Regions from separate parts of the Mus musculus genome. Here region 1 is linked to region 2. The links are chromatin contacts, called in public Hi-C maps. All regions are on one chromosome and are shown on one strand. The core of a region is the stretch at or near the end of the contact, and the rest is flanking DNA. Distances in the headings are between cores, read along the strand shown.

What was found. Hi-C and Micro-C count contacts between places; a contact is called where the count stands out from the background.
Region 1: a contact with region 2 is called in a Hi-C map of adipose-derived mesenchymal stem cells, with 1.8 times the contacts expected there. The contact joins the enhancer-like site here to the promoter of Snx16 in region 2. A contact is called at or near these places in 2 of 39 promoter capture datasets (embryonic stem cells and stem cell-derived epiblast-like cells), 2 of 484 Hi-C or Micro-C datasets (adipose-derived mesenchymal stem cells and cortical neurons) and 2 of 115 datasets of contacts at active chromatin or transcription factors (both in embryonic stem cells).

What each region holds. Positions count from the first base shown.
Region 1 is chr3:10,676,411-10,680,446 of GRCm38.p6, forward strand. No RefSeq gene overlaps it. Among named protein-coding and RNA genes, the nearest start is that of Gm33551, 170 kb to the right of the region's middle. Within about 2 kb of position 2,676, at least 2 of the 459 cell types and tissues checked have an H3K27ac peak or open chromatin away from gene starts, as enhancers often do. A contact at or near this core is called in adipose-derived mesenchymal stem cells, where this site is marked.
Region 2 is chr3:10,438,561-10,442,379 of GRCm38.p6, forward strand. It overlaps Snx16 (sorting nexin 16), which reads right to left and starts at 1,570. Exons shown (of 8, transcript NM_029068.4): 1 at 1,355-1,570.

The DNA.
Region 1 (4,036 bases), core at 1,426-3,925, 240 kb after region 2:
TCCATGAGCATGGGAGATCTTTCCATCTTCTGAGATCTTCTTTAATTTCTTTCTTCAGAGACTTGAAGTTTTTATCATACAGATCTTTCACTTCCTTAGTTAGAGTCACGCCGAGATATTTTATATTATTTGTGACTATTGAGAAGGGTGTTGTTTCCCTAATTTCTTTCTCAGCCTGTTTATTCTTTGTGTAGAGAAAGGCCATTGACTTGTTTGAGTTAATTTTATATCCAGCTACTTCACCGAAGCAAAAACTCTTCTCAAGGATAAAAGAACCTCTGGTGGAATCACCATGCCTGACCTAAAGCTTTACTACAGAGCAATTGTGGTAAAAACTGCATGGTACTGGTATAGAGACAGACAAGTAGACCAATGGAATAGAATTGAAGACCCAGAAATGAACCCACACACCTATGGTCACTTGATCTTCGACAAGGGAGCTAAAACCATCCAGTGGAAGAAAGACAGCATTTTCAACAATTGGTGCTGGCACAACTGGTTGTTATCATGTAGAAGAATGCGAATCGATCCATACTTATCTCCTTGTACTAAGGTCAAATCTAAATGGATCAAAGAACTTCACATAAAACCAGAGACACTGAAACTTATAGAGGAGAAAGTGGGGAAAAGCCTTGAAGATATGGGCACAGGGGAAAAATTCCTGAACAGAACAGCAATGGCTTGTGCTGTAAGATCGAGAATTGACAAATGGGACCTAATGAAACTCCAAAGTTTCTGCAAGGCAAAAGACACCGTCAATAAGACAAAGAGACCACCAACAGATTGGGAAAGGATCTTTACCTATCCTAAATCAGATAGGGGACTAATATCCAACATATATAAAGAACTCAAGAAGGTGGACTTCAGAAAATCAAACAACCCCATTAAAAAATGGGGCTCAGAACTGAACAAAGAATTCTCACCTGAGGAATACCGAATGGCAGAGAAGCACCTGAAAAAATGTTCAACATCCTTAATCATCAGGGAAATGCAAATCAAAACAACCCTGAGATTCCACCTCACACCAGTCAGAATGTCTAAGATCAAAAATTCAGGTGACAGCAGATGCTGGCGAGGATGTGGAGAAAGAGGAACACTCCTCCACTGTTGGTGGGATTGCAGGCTTGTACAACTACTCTGGAAATCCGTCTGGCGGTTCCTCAGAAAATTGGACATAGTACTACCGGAGGATCCAGCAATACCTCTCCTGGGCATATATCCAGAAGATGCCCCAACTGGTAAGAAGGACACATGCTCCACTATGTTCATAGCAGCCTTATTTATAATAGCCAGAAGCTGGAAAGAACCCAGATGCCCCTCAACAGAGGAATGGATACAGAAAATGTGGTACATCTACACAATGGAATACTACTCAGCTATTAAAAAGAATGAATTTATGAAATTCCTAGCCAAATGGATGGACCTGGAGGGCATCATCCTGAGTGAGGTAACACATTCACAAAGGAACTCACACAATATGTACTCACTGATAAGTGGATATTAGCCCAAAACCTAGGATACCCAAGATATAAGATACAATTTCCTAAACACATGAAACTCAAGAAAAATGAAGACTGAAGTGTGGACACTATGCCCCTCCTTAGAAGTGGGAACAAAACACCCTTGGAAGGAGTTACAGAGACAAAGTTTGGAGCTGAGATGAAAGGATGGACCATGTAGAGACTGCCTTATCCAGGGATCCACCCCATAATCAGCATCCAAACGCTGACACCATTGCATACACTAGCAAGATTTTATCGAAAGGACCCAGATGTAGCTGTCTCTTGTGAGACTATGCCGGGGCCTAGCAAACACAGAAGTGGATGCCCACAGTCAGCTAATGGATGGATTACAGGGCTCCCAATGGAGGAGCTAGAGAAAGTACCCAAGGAGCTAAAGGGATCTGCAACCCTATAGGTGGATCAACATTATGAACTAACCAGTACCCCGGAGCTCTTGACTCTAGCTGCATATGTATCAAAAGATGGCCTAGTCGGCCATCACTGGAAAGAGAGGCCCATTGGACACACAAACTTTATATGCCCCAGAACAGGGGAACGCCAGGGCCAAAAAGGGGGAGTGGGCGGGTAGGGGAGTGGGGGTGGGTGGGTATGGGGGACTTTTGGTATAGCATTGGAAATGTAAATGAGCTAAATACCTAATAAAAAATGGAAAGAAAAAAAAAAAAGAAATGCTTTTTTGGTGCATGGGGAAGAAAAGTTAAAATGTGTTCTAGGTACCAGATTACAGGTGTAATGTACTGGTGATGTAATGTCAATGTCTAGCCTCTGGTAACTTCACTTGACAATCTTCCTTGACTCCATTTTACATCTGAAGCCACACTCTCAACTTCTTCCTACATTTATCACCCCAACTTGTTCCCCATTTGTGCTGTTGTACTAGTTCTGAGGGACAATGCAAATATCAAAGCAGGAAGCACGTATTAAGTCTTAACATATCAGAGAAGATGATGCACAGGCAGCTGAAACCCGAAAGAAGCTTAGAAAACTCTAGCTTTGGGCTCCTCACAAAAATCATACAAGCAATAAACAGTTCCCAGAGGAGTGGATATTTCTTAAGGATGTAGCTGCTTGCACATTGAAAAGGGAGCCTCAGTGACTGGCTTCCATGAGTCGCCCATGCTGGGGCAGGCTCAGTGATGCAGCTTTTATGAATCACTCATCACTTATGCTGGGTGGTTCAGCGATGCAGCTTCCATAAGCCACTCATGCAGGGGTGGGGCTCAGAGATGCAGCCTGCCTGAGTGATCACCCATGCGTGGGCAGGCTCAGTGATGCAGTTTACTCCTGTAAGTAATCTGTAAGTTCATTGGCTCACCAAGGTAGGCATAGGTGGAACCATTGCTTTGGTTTGTTGTCTGTCTGTTGAGGTGTACACATGTCAGAAAGAGTCACTGACATAAGCACATTTGCTGAGACATATGCATGCCGATTTGACAGTTGAAAGAGTCATTTGGATATCAAAACAACGAAAGTCATCTTAGACTTCATTCCTGCAGTTTCCAAATGCATATCAATCTATATTTATATTTTCTACTATACTAGATTTCAGTTTACTATAGATATGTTAAATATAATATCATTAATCTATTGAAATAATTAACTCAGTTATATGCTCCTATAGTTTAAGATCTAAGTCTAAAATTTTTTTCTGAACTTTGTACTGCTCAGAACAAATAAAAGTTATGGCTAAAAGTTGTTCTGTAGGAAATAGTGTACTTTATTCAGAAAGCTAAACATTCTTTATTCTTATATAAAGGCAATTCTGTAGTCATTGTTCAGTAATAAACATTTGAAACAAACACAATGCTGTGATCATTTTTTTTTGTTTAATTTTCTTATGTATAGCAATTTGATGATGTGGCTTTATCAAATAGAGTGGAGCACTCAATAGGTTGTGTCAGGGTGACCCTGGTAGAGCCCAGCTAGGCAGATGGGGATGGGACATAGGAACCATTGCTAGTGAGCACATGATAGTGGGTTTTGATGCCTGTCATCCGTGGATCACAGCTTGAGGGGCCCTTATCTACAGGAAGTATTGACAATTTTCCACAGATATTTTATTTTATTTTATTTTATTTTATTTTTCCTTGTGTAAAATATACTATTTTATTCAGCCATGGAAAAATGCTCATACTGTGGTCTTATTTTTATTTATTTTTCTTTTTTATTATATATATTTCAAATGCTATCCTGAAAGTTCCCTATACACTACCCCCGCCCTGCTTCCCTACCCACCCACTCCCACTTCTTGGCCCTGGAGTTCCCCTGCACTGGGGCATATAAAGTTTGCAATACCAAGGGGCCTCTCTTTGAAGTGATGGCCAACTAGGCCATCTTCTGATACATATGCAGCTAGAGAGACGAGCTCTGGGGATACTGGTTAGTTCATACTGTTGTTCCACCTATAGGGTTGCAGACCCCTTCAGCTCCTTGGGTGCTTTCTCTAGCTTCTCCACGGGGCCCTGTGTTCCATCTTATAGATGACTGTGAGCATCCACTTCTGTATTTGCCAG
Region 2 (3,819 bases), core at 320-2,819:
AATGGACTTAATCCTAACATACATTCAAACATATTTCCTGTCTACTCCCACTCAAAAAATGGAAGCAGAAGGAGAAGTTTTGTCGTCCTGGTTGTACTATATGCAACATAGGAACAGAAGAAGGAAAAAAGTCATTCATTTTACTTTTTTATAGAATTACTGAAACTCCCAAGGATTTACACAGGCTAATCATAGTCAGTCCGAAGTTTGATTATTACTAAGGAATGCTCTTTTACTTTGATTGAGATTTGCAATGCTATGCATGCATTCTAAACCTCTTCCTTAAAAAATATGTTAATTTTTAGGCAGGGTCTTACAAGGTTGTTGCCTGTGAACTTGCTAAGTAAGTAGCCTAGGTAGGTTTGAACTTTTGATCTTGCAGCCTCCATAGGTGCTGGGATACACACCTGTACTACCAAGCCAGCAACAACTGTCTTGAAAGTAACATTTTTTTTTAAACTTAGCATCAAATATATTTCAAATGCAAACTTGGTAAAGTTAACGAAAAAAAAGGGGGGGGGAAGGTATCAGGTTTACAGTCAATCAAATTAAATCATTAAAAGTTTTGCTTTTTGATTCTAGATTATTCATTCTCAATAACCTAAGGTCCAAAAGATGGTTATATTGTATGTCTGAATAATTTTGTAGAATAAAGAAGTAATGACTTACCATTACGACGTTAAGTAATAAACTCAGAAATGTTAAGTAGCGACCAGGAGAAATGACAGGTCTATTTATACACAGCAACAGGGGGTCTACCAGCCCAACTTTATTTACTGTCCTCTTAGCAAGCTGTCCCCTCTGGATGTAGGAAGTTTAAACAGGGTGTCTAACCTCACGCGGCCAGTGCAACCTTCCTTATTGTGGAACATTCAAGAAACTTGAGCTACGGACTCACCCCTTGGGTGAATCCTGACCCCCACCCCGCACCTCCCCAGAAGAACCGCGCAGGATTCTCGTAGCTCCGGCGCTGGCCTCTGACATCTGCCACCTGAGGCCCCGGGCTGCCAAGGGCGGCCTCGGGGTGCGCCCGGGGACTTCCACCCGCGGGAGCGCCGAGCGGCGGAGGGAGGGCGTGTCGCCTTCTTCGGGGGCGCCTGACCTCGTACCCAGGAGGATGCTCCCGCGCTACCTGGGGAGGAGGGTGACAGCACGGTGGCGGAACGCAGGCCCGGGGAAGCTGGCAGGGCGACGCGGTCCGCGCGGGCCGCGAGCCCTCAGGCCGGGCTCCCGCACCTGCAGTCCTCCCGGGCCAGGCGCGCCCAGGGGTGCGGCGGGGTCCAGGCTCCCCCGCGCCCCGCAGCCTCCCGCGCGCCCGCCCGCCGTCCAGGCGGCAGGTGTCCCCGCGTCCTACCTCGGCGCGCTCCGCGACCCCACGCCGTCAGGGGAAGGAAGGCGGCTCCTGTTGGACTGCGGCGGGTCGCGTCCTGCCCGGGCACTCGGACTCCTCACGTGACCCTCCGCCCCGGAGCAGCCGCTCGGTGCCTGGGCACAGCCACCCAGCCAGGTTCCCGCGAACCGAGGGAAGGGACGGCCTCGAGTGGGAGGGGGAGGTATGCCGCTCCAGGAAGTGACGTCACAGCACGGCACCGCCCCCGGAGGCCCACACTGGGATTGCTGGTCCCTGTCTCTGCAGTGGCCCGAACAAATCTAATTTTATCACAGGGAATCGACAGTTTTTTTTCCACAGGCTTTATTACTAGGGAGTTTCTGAGAAATGGGGCTACAATATCTAGTTTGCCAAGTAGATGAAGAGAAGACTTCAATTCCCAGAAGGCACTTTGGCTAGCATAAGTTCGGGCTAGAGCTTTGCATCATGGGACTTGTAGTTATCACTGGTTGGGGGGGGAGGTCTAGAAGGTTAGTCATTTTCCATAATTAGCATTTCTTTGATGGATTGACAACTGATTTGAAGAGTAGGCAGATAGAACACTATTTTATTGTGTATTTGTCCCTGTAATTTAGGACTATGGTAAAGATTCCTGAATGCCTGAATTTCTGAATTTAGCCCAAGTGAAAACAGTATTAGGCTGCTTAGATTTGCTAATTTGAAAACCTTTAGTGTTTCAGCAACACTATTATTTAATATTATATATCAAAGTTTACAGAACCATTTGTCAGTACAATCGAGTTGTCTTATTTAAAGATCATTCAATGATTTCTAGGGCTTTGGAGCGATACCTAGAAGGGGAAAATTGAGAGTGGTGATTCCAAAATGATAATGTGATTTCTGACATAGGTGTAGCTTTTATTGGAGAAATAAGTATGAGATAAACAGAATTCGTTGAAAACATAAAGATATTTTCAGGATGAAATTGCCCTTTTTGTCCTTGAATTAATATAATTGAATAAAGGGAAGAAAAAAGTAAGGCAAAGAAAAATGAACCTTGGAATAGTTTTCTTAATAGGGCTCCAGGGGCCAAGGAAAGAAAAGCGCTCAAGAAATAAGAGTGTACAGGTAGCATAGTTTGAAGAAAGATGAAGATCTTGTAAAGGTTGTTGGAACTGTTTGAGTAATTTTTTTTCAGATTATTGAGTGGAACATAACAGGATATACATATATACAAACATATACATATATACATATGTATATATCGCATATTTTCTGGTATTGATAAATGGCTAGATTTTACTTTCAGGAGATAACTAGACATTTTTAGTAATCAAAGAAGAACATTCTGTGTGTTGTCAGATAAGGGCTACAACATAATCTATATATACAATATAATCTATATATATACTGGCCGGTTCCTACTTATAGACTTTTAGTTTACACTCTATGCAGTGGTCCACAATAGAAATGAACTGTTTACACAGCTTACAGAATAAGATTATTTTTCTGACTTTTGTGTTGTGTACTTTTATGTATGTATAATAAGAGGGCATTTGAGCTCACCCAAGGTATCGTTAGACAAGATGCATAGCTTTTATCAGCCTGAGGTGATAGTGGGGTGAGCGAGAAGATGTAAAAACTACAGGATAAAAGAAGCATTTGAAATGGAAAGATATATTATTTCCCCTCCTAAGGAATTGCTCTATCTTCTGTACATTTGGCTTCTCTTGTGGCTAGGTTTATATCCCGGTTTAGATACATTTTTATTAAGCTGGATTTTTTTTTCAAGTAGCATATTTGATCCAACTTGTGTCCAACAGGTGCCTCTTTCCAAAGAATTAAAATGGAGGTGTGGCTGAGCAAAGGCATAAGATTGATGCCACAGAAACTAATGTCATAGGAGTATCTGTGGTGAGAAGTCTGGAAAGCCCCCCTGCTAATTTCTCTAAGATTGATCCATTCTTTCTCCCCTCTTGACTTCCCTTAGACTCTGTGAAATAGCCTAGTGAGTTTTTCAACATATTAGCCTTTTGCTTAAATACGGTCAAAGATTGTGTTTTAGTGTAAAAACCAAAACTGCAAGTAACACAGGCAAACTGAAAACCAGGAGTGGACACAGACAGGAGTCTTACAATTATTTAAATTGGGATGAGGAGATGGCTCTCTGGATAAAGCACTTGCTGGGCAAGTGTGAGGACCAGAGTTCAGTTCCCCAGTACCCACAAAGAACAGCCAGGAGTGGGTGTGCGGGCATGCACACCTATGTACGCTCATATATATGTTTAATCCCAGTTCTTGGGAGGTGGACCCCAGGATCTCTTGAGCAAATTGGCTCCTAGACTGTCTGAATTAGTTCCAGGTTCAGTGACAGACCTTGCCTCAGAAGGTAAAGAGCAATTAAGGGTGATACCTGCCCAATCTGCATACAAGTATGTAGACCTCTTCATGTACTACATACGTGTGAACACTCATACAAGCATATACAC